2 separate regions of the Sus scrofa genome follow, and region 2 is linked to region 1. A link is a contact called in public HiChIP or PLAC-seq data. All regions are on one chromosome and are shown on one strand. Each heading gives the region's core, a stretch centred on a gene start, on an enhancer-like site or on the middle of the called end of the contact. The rest is flanking DNA. Distances are from core to core; before and after follow the strand shown.

Evidence for each region. HiChIP or PLAC-seq counts read pairs in DNA pulled down with a chosen protein or histone mark.
Region 2: a contact with region 1 is called in an H3K27ac HiChIP or PLAC-seq map of alveolar macrophages. The contact joins two enhancer-like sites. A contact is called at or near these places in 1 of 47 Hi-C or Micro-C datasets (mesenteric adipose tissue) and 1 of 2 datasets of contacts at active chromatin or transcription factors (alveolar macrophages).

What each region holds. Positions count from the first base shown.
Region 1 is chr9:91,998,503-92,001,478 of Sscrofa11.1, reverse strand. It overlaps NUPL2 (nucleoporin-like protein 2), which reads right to left. Exons shown (of 7, transcript XM_021063448.1): 6 at 1,968-2,052; 7 at 1-1,337. The coding sequence ends at 778. Among named protein-coding and RNA genes, the nearest start is that of NUPL2, 18 kb to the right of the region's middle. Within about 2 kb of position 1,553, at least 1 of the 83 cell types and tissues checked has an H3K27ac peak or open chromatin away from gene starts, as enhancers often do. A contact at or near this core is called in alveolar macrophages, where this site is marked.
Region 2 is chr9:92,211,069-92,214,267 of Sscrofa11.1, reverse strand. All of the region lies in intron 3 of IGF2BP3 (insulin-like growth factor 2 mRNA-binding protein 3), which reads left to right. Among named protein-coding and RNA genes, the nearest start is that of IGF2BP3, 60 kb to the left of the region's middle. Within about 2 kb of position 1,802, at least 13 of the 83 cell types and tissues checked have an H3K27ac peak or open chromatin away from gene starts, as enhancers often do. A contact at or near this core is called in alveolar macrophages, where this site is marked.

The DNA of each region.
Region 1 (2,976 bases), core at 304-2,803:
TCTTAGAATCCAGCCACCTGATGGAAGAATGTGAGGAAAAAACAGTATTACAGAAAAATTAGGCCAAGATAAAATTAGCCTAAAATTGCCAAAGAAAACTCAGATGGTCCATGAGACAGTCAATATTGAGTGGGAACAATTCTGAGAGGTGGAGTTCCCTTGGGTGCAGCAGGTTAGGGATCCTGCATTGTCACTGTGGCACTTTGGGTCACTGCTGTGACTCGGGTTCATTTCCTGGTCTGGGAACTTCCGCATGCTCTGGGAGTGGCCCATTAAAAAAAAACTGTGAGGGGAAAACGCCCCTTAGGTCCTGAAAATAAAAGTTTCCGCCCTTTAAAAACTGCTATTTCGTTAAGAGAATCTTCTTGAACATGAAAGTCAGGCTTCTGATATTTATTTGGTAAGTAGGTTAAACATTCAAGCATTTTTCCCTACTGGTTCTAAAAACTGTCTCATTTCTTTAAAAAAGTTTAAAGCTAAAATTTTAAATGGTAAGACAGTAAAGTGATGTAGAATAAGAAAAGTACTTTATTCAGTGTGGATTGATCATTTTTTCAGTTTCATTCATAATAATAGTTAAAAAAAATCTGTTCTTGAGTATTTTTTATGTTCCATTTAAATAGTTAGGTTCAAGGGGAAAATGTTAAATTTAAAAACTAATGTTATTAAAAGTTTACATTTCTTATAAATTTAAATGTGTATATATATTTGCTCTTTCATATGAACCACTCAAAACAATTTTAAAAACTGTTCTTTTCTATATTTAAAATTGCCCTTTTAAATATTTATGAGTTCCACAGGCGGTGGCTTTAAGGGAATTTTTCCCAAAGTGAATTTCTTAGATTGAAATTGTTCTAGTTCTTCCACTGTTAGTTGATCCTTGGGTGTGAATAATACATTATCTGTTGTGCCATGTGAGACTGGGAGAGAGGTGGATAGGCTGCTATTTCCAAAGGTGTCACTGGATGACTTGGAAAAAGCAGCATGAGAATGTGAGCCAGGACTACCAAAACCAGCCACAGAACTGCCACTTCCAAAGGCTGGGGCAACAGGGTCTGCTGCCATTGGAGCTGGAAATCCTGAAAATCCGGATGATCCAAAACCAGAAGCTGCAGGGGTTTTAAACGAAAATGAAGCAGCAGATGTGATTTCGGGCTTCCCAAGTCCAAAAGTTGGGGCAGAAGCGCTGATGGCAGAACTGGCAGAGGGTGTGGCTCCAAATGCCGGAGTACTCCCAAACACAGAAGGACTTCCAGAGGGGGCAGCAGCAAATGAAGACCTTGGTTTAAAACTAAAATTCTGAGCACTACAACTGCTGTTGCTATTCACTGGAAAACCTACAAAGAAACAGAAAAAAAAAATATTAGAAAAGGTAGCTATATGTCTATCCCATGCCTCCTTTTTTTTTCTTATTTCTGCCATGTTTAAATGATGAGAAACTTCCTGGAAGGAAGAAGAAAAACATGAAAATGAGAAGCCAGGACAAACCCACGAAACCCTGTGGTCTGTCTTTCTGCTACACTGATCTCATCTGTACTGTAATTTACCTTTACTCACAGAGACTGCTCTTGAGAAAACTCAGGGATGAGGGAGTGACTCTTCATTTCAGCTTGTCCCTCATGTCACTGGGTCTGTCACTTGAGGTCAAAATTCTGCTGTTACGTATAGGGACAAGAAAGTCCTCAAAGGTGCTACTATCATAGTAACGTATTACTATAAAACTCTTGAAAAACCATTCCTAAAATATACTTCTAAGCTAGAGGGTCTTTCAGAGAACATGCCCATTCCGGCCCCCATTTCACAAATGCTTGATGAGTCAAATTCTTTGAAGCTCTCTTATAGAAGGTGGTAGAATTTACAAGAGTGACTTGAAATGGCACTTAATCAACCTTCAGGCTTTATGATTTGAAACCTATAAAATCCTATTTTTAGAAATCAGTGAAGTCCTGCATTACTCCATCACTTACCTGGTGACCCAAATGTTACTGCCTGACTACTGCCAAATCCAAATGCAGGTGCTGCTTGCTTTACTCCATCTTTTACATCAGAGAGCTATTAAAAAAGAAAGAATATACACTTTATATAGCCAAATTAAATTTTTACAATGTGCACTTAAAAATGTGATGGTAAATGCTTAACAGAGAAAAATGCCCACAAATGAATACTCAGATAAAATATGGACCAGCTTCAATGAATTCAGAGTGATTATCTAGCTGATAAATTATGGATGGTTTTTATTTATGCTTTTAAAACATTTTCTGAATTTCTTTGATGAATACATATTAAAACATAAAGATACCTTTTATTTTATTTAATTTTTTGGCTGCACCTGTGGCATATGGTAGTTCCTGGGTCAGGGATGGAATCCACGCCATATCAGTGACCCAGGTAACTGCAGCAACAACACTAGATCCTTAATTTGCTGTACCACAAGAGAACTCCAAAAAAATAATTATTCTTTTTTTTTTTTTTAAACAGCTACACTTATGCCCTGGAAATTCCCAGGCTAGGGGTTGAATTGTAGCTGCAGCTACAGGCCTATGCCATGGCCACAGCAACACCAGATCTGAGCCACATCTGTGACCTACACTATAGCTGGCAGCAACTTAACCCACTGAGTGAGGTCAGGCATTGAACCCGCATCCTCACAGAGACAACATCGGGTCCTTAACCCACTGAACCACAAGGGAGCTCCCAGGAAAAAAAAATATATAATTTTTTTGTCTTTTTGCCATTTTTTTTGGCTGCTCCCATGGCATATGGAGGTTCCCAGGCTAGGGGTTGAATCGGAGTTGTAGCCGCCAGCCTACACCACAACCACTGCAACGTGGGATCCGAGCCGCATCTGCGATCTACACCACAGCTCACGGCAACAACACCGGATCCTTAACCCACTGAGCAAGGCCAGGGATCGAGCCCTCAACCTCGTGGTTCCTAGTTGGATTCGTTAACCACTGAGCCACGATGGGAACTCCA
Region 2 (3,199 bases), core at 553-3,052, 210 kb before region 1:
AGATAATGTTAGTTTGTTAGGGCTGCTATACCAAAATACCACAAACTGAGTGGCTTAAACAGTACTCTTTGAATCGCACAGTCCTGGAGTCTGATACCAAGGTGTCAGCATGTTTGGCTTCTGCTGAGGGCTGTGAGAGAATGACTTGTTCAAGGCTTCTCTCTTCAGGTAGTTCCCTGGTTTGTTATGGCATAAATCCCTCATCACGTGGCGTTCTTGCTTTGTGTATCTGTGTCCAAATTTCTCCCGTTTATAAGGACATCAGCTGTACTGGATTAGGGACCCCACCTAATGACTTCATTTTAACTTAGCTCTCTCTGAGTTAAAAAGACCCTGTCTCCAAATACAGCCAAACTATAGAGATGGAAATGAACACTTCATCCTATGAGTTTTGGGAAGGACACAGTTCAACCTATAACAGTCTCTTTTTAAAAAGTTCATATAAAAAATTAATAGTAACTCTCAAATAACAATCAAATGGTTCACATTTCTTTGATTTTTTACTTTTAAGAAATTGAGTCTGGATTCAAATAAGATCTTTTTCAACGTTTTTCAATAGGTTCCTTTTTTTTTTTTTTTTTGGTGCAGTGTATTTGTCGAAGTTGGTTTATTCTGCAGAAAGTTCCACTTGTTTTGCTGAACTACATCCATATGTGGTTGCTTATTATTATGTTCTTCTGACCTTTGTGGGTCTTGAATTAGATTCAAGTTCACTTTTGCTTTGTTTGGACAAGACAAAGTAATAGGTCATGATGTATATATCCTTCCATCAGGAGGTACCTAATGTCTTTGTTTTGTGAAGTGCCACTAACCATTGGCTTAGATGCATTATTATATGGCTGCAAGATGGTAATACTCTTCTACTATTTCCTCAGTTATTAGTTAGAATGCATTTCTAAAGAGGAATTTGTCCTCTTTAGCTATTTAGTTACTGTAAGGCACAGTTTGTAAAAGAGAGAAAAAAAATGCTTGATTTTTTTCACTTATTTACTACCCTATAAATATTGGTTGCTTTAGCATCCTTCAAGGATGATGAGTGAATTTTGGTTTTTGACCAGTGAGGTTTTTTTGGGTGTGATTTATGAGCTTTTGAGTTTCAAGATTACTGGAATTGTTGTCATTGATTCTCAAATTATCCTGTCTTGAGAGACCTGTCATGTCCTTTTGATGCCTTTTTGGTAGTTGATAGTTTCCTTGACAGTTGGTTTAAGAAATCCCACGTTTATCTTGAACATGTTCAGCTGCAAGGACTGGAATTAATTGGCCCTTTCTCCAAAAAGCCTGGTGTCTTGGGAAATGGTCATGCCGCTCTGGGGACCACATCCTTGGGCATGTCCTTGTTTCTTCATTTTCTTTGCAGCAGTTATGTTCTCAGTTCCTCTCCCTGCAGGTTTTAGTCATGGTTACAGTCCCTGACATGTGCTTCTCTATTCTCAAATGTCAGCATTTCCGGGCACTCTGTTTTCTCTCTTAAAAATTCTACTTGTTTCTACAATTTTTGTTTTTACTTTCCATTGGAAGCAAACATTCTCTTGAATATCCATTGATCTTAGGGTGTCTGAAACTGATGTTTTTCTCTCTTGGGTCATTGCTTTGCTTTCTCTGTGAAATTTAATATTATGTAGGTCACATGGGCCTGGCCTTAGTTATCTTTGATGCTCCTTCTCCCTTTGGCCCTCTGGCCATAGGACATCAAGTATTTTAAGGTTCCCCCCCCAATACTTCCTTTGGTGTTCTTTCCTATCCCCATAGCCACCACCCTGTAGAGGATTCAGTCATAAGTCAGGCATCTGGGGAATTCCCATTGTGGTGCATTGGAAATGAATCCGATTAGTATCCCTGAGGAAGTAGGTTCTATTCCTGGCCCTGCTCAGTGGGTCAGGGATCTGTCGTTGCCCTGAGCTGTGATGTAGGTCACAGACGCGGCTCAGATCCCACGTTGCTGTGGGTGTGGTGTAGGCCGGCAGCTGTAGCTCTGATTGGATCCCTAGCCTGAGAACTTCCATATGCTGAGGGTGCGGCCCTAAAAAAGAAAAAGAAAAGTCAACTATTTTAAGTATCTTAACACGTGTAAGTGGAAAAAACAACATGCAGGCACAACCACCTTATGGAGGGGTGACCGTAGAGGGCTCCTCTTATGTTTTTTCAAGCTTTAAAACCATTCTTATAGGCGCCTGAGCGCTCATTTTAGGATTCTGTGTTAGTGCCAAGTCGTGAAATTACTTTTTCAGTTTCATAATGAGTGCTGTAACTCTTCAAATGAATACACTTGGTCCTCTCTGTCTGAATTACATTAAACAGTTCACGACCACAAACAGATTGCTAATGATTGTAAACAGAAAAGGTCATACAAAAAGAGGTTTTGGGTTTTAGTAGCATTCACTTGAAGTCATGGGAGATTAAAGAAGAAATCGTTGGTAAATCTGTTTCTGGTTTACATGATTCTTCTACTGCTTCACATTTAGATTGGTGATTAGGAATAAGTGTGATCCCATGTATAAAGACTGGGAGGAAAAGAAAGAAGTTAACTACTTGGGGGTGGGAAATAAGGTAATAGTGATCCAAACTTTAATGCTCCATGGCCAAACAACCAAACAAAGTGACTTTTAAAAACTTAGTAATCTTTTTTCTGCATGGGATTGATAGATCTTCGTTTTAAGATCTCAAGAGCCCTAAAAACACATAACCTAACAATGGCTGTTTTCTGTGCCAAATGGTACCATAAATGTGAGGTAAGAGGTTTGAGGGGCCTGATTGAGAACACTGAGAAAGGCGGCCTGTGTCATTTAAAAAGTTTTTTTACTTTTATTTTTTTTGCTTTTTAGGGCCGCACCCGTTGCATATGGAAGTTCCCAGGCTAGGGGTTGAGTCGGAGCTGCAGTTACCAGCCTACACCACAGCCACGGCAAGAGGCCAGGGATCAAACCCACATCCTCATGGGTACTAGTCTGATTCATTTCCGCTGCATCTCAACAGGAAGTCCGACTTATGTCGTTTTTATTGACAACATTTCTGATACCAAGTGGGTGGTGTCTTTTTCAGTACCACTTCTCCCACTCTCCATCACCAACTGGGTGTTCTACAGTTCAGTTCAGTTCTGACACTATCGGATTTAGTGTCTGACTGCACACATTAAAGGCTCCACCTTATAGGACTGCCTTCATTTCAGATGCCAGGTGCAGTGGGATGCCCAGGCTAC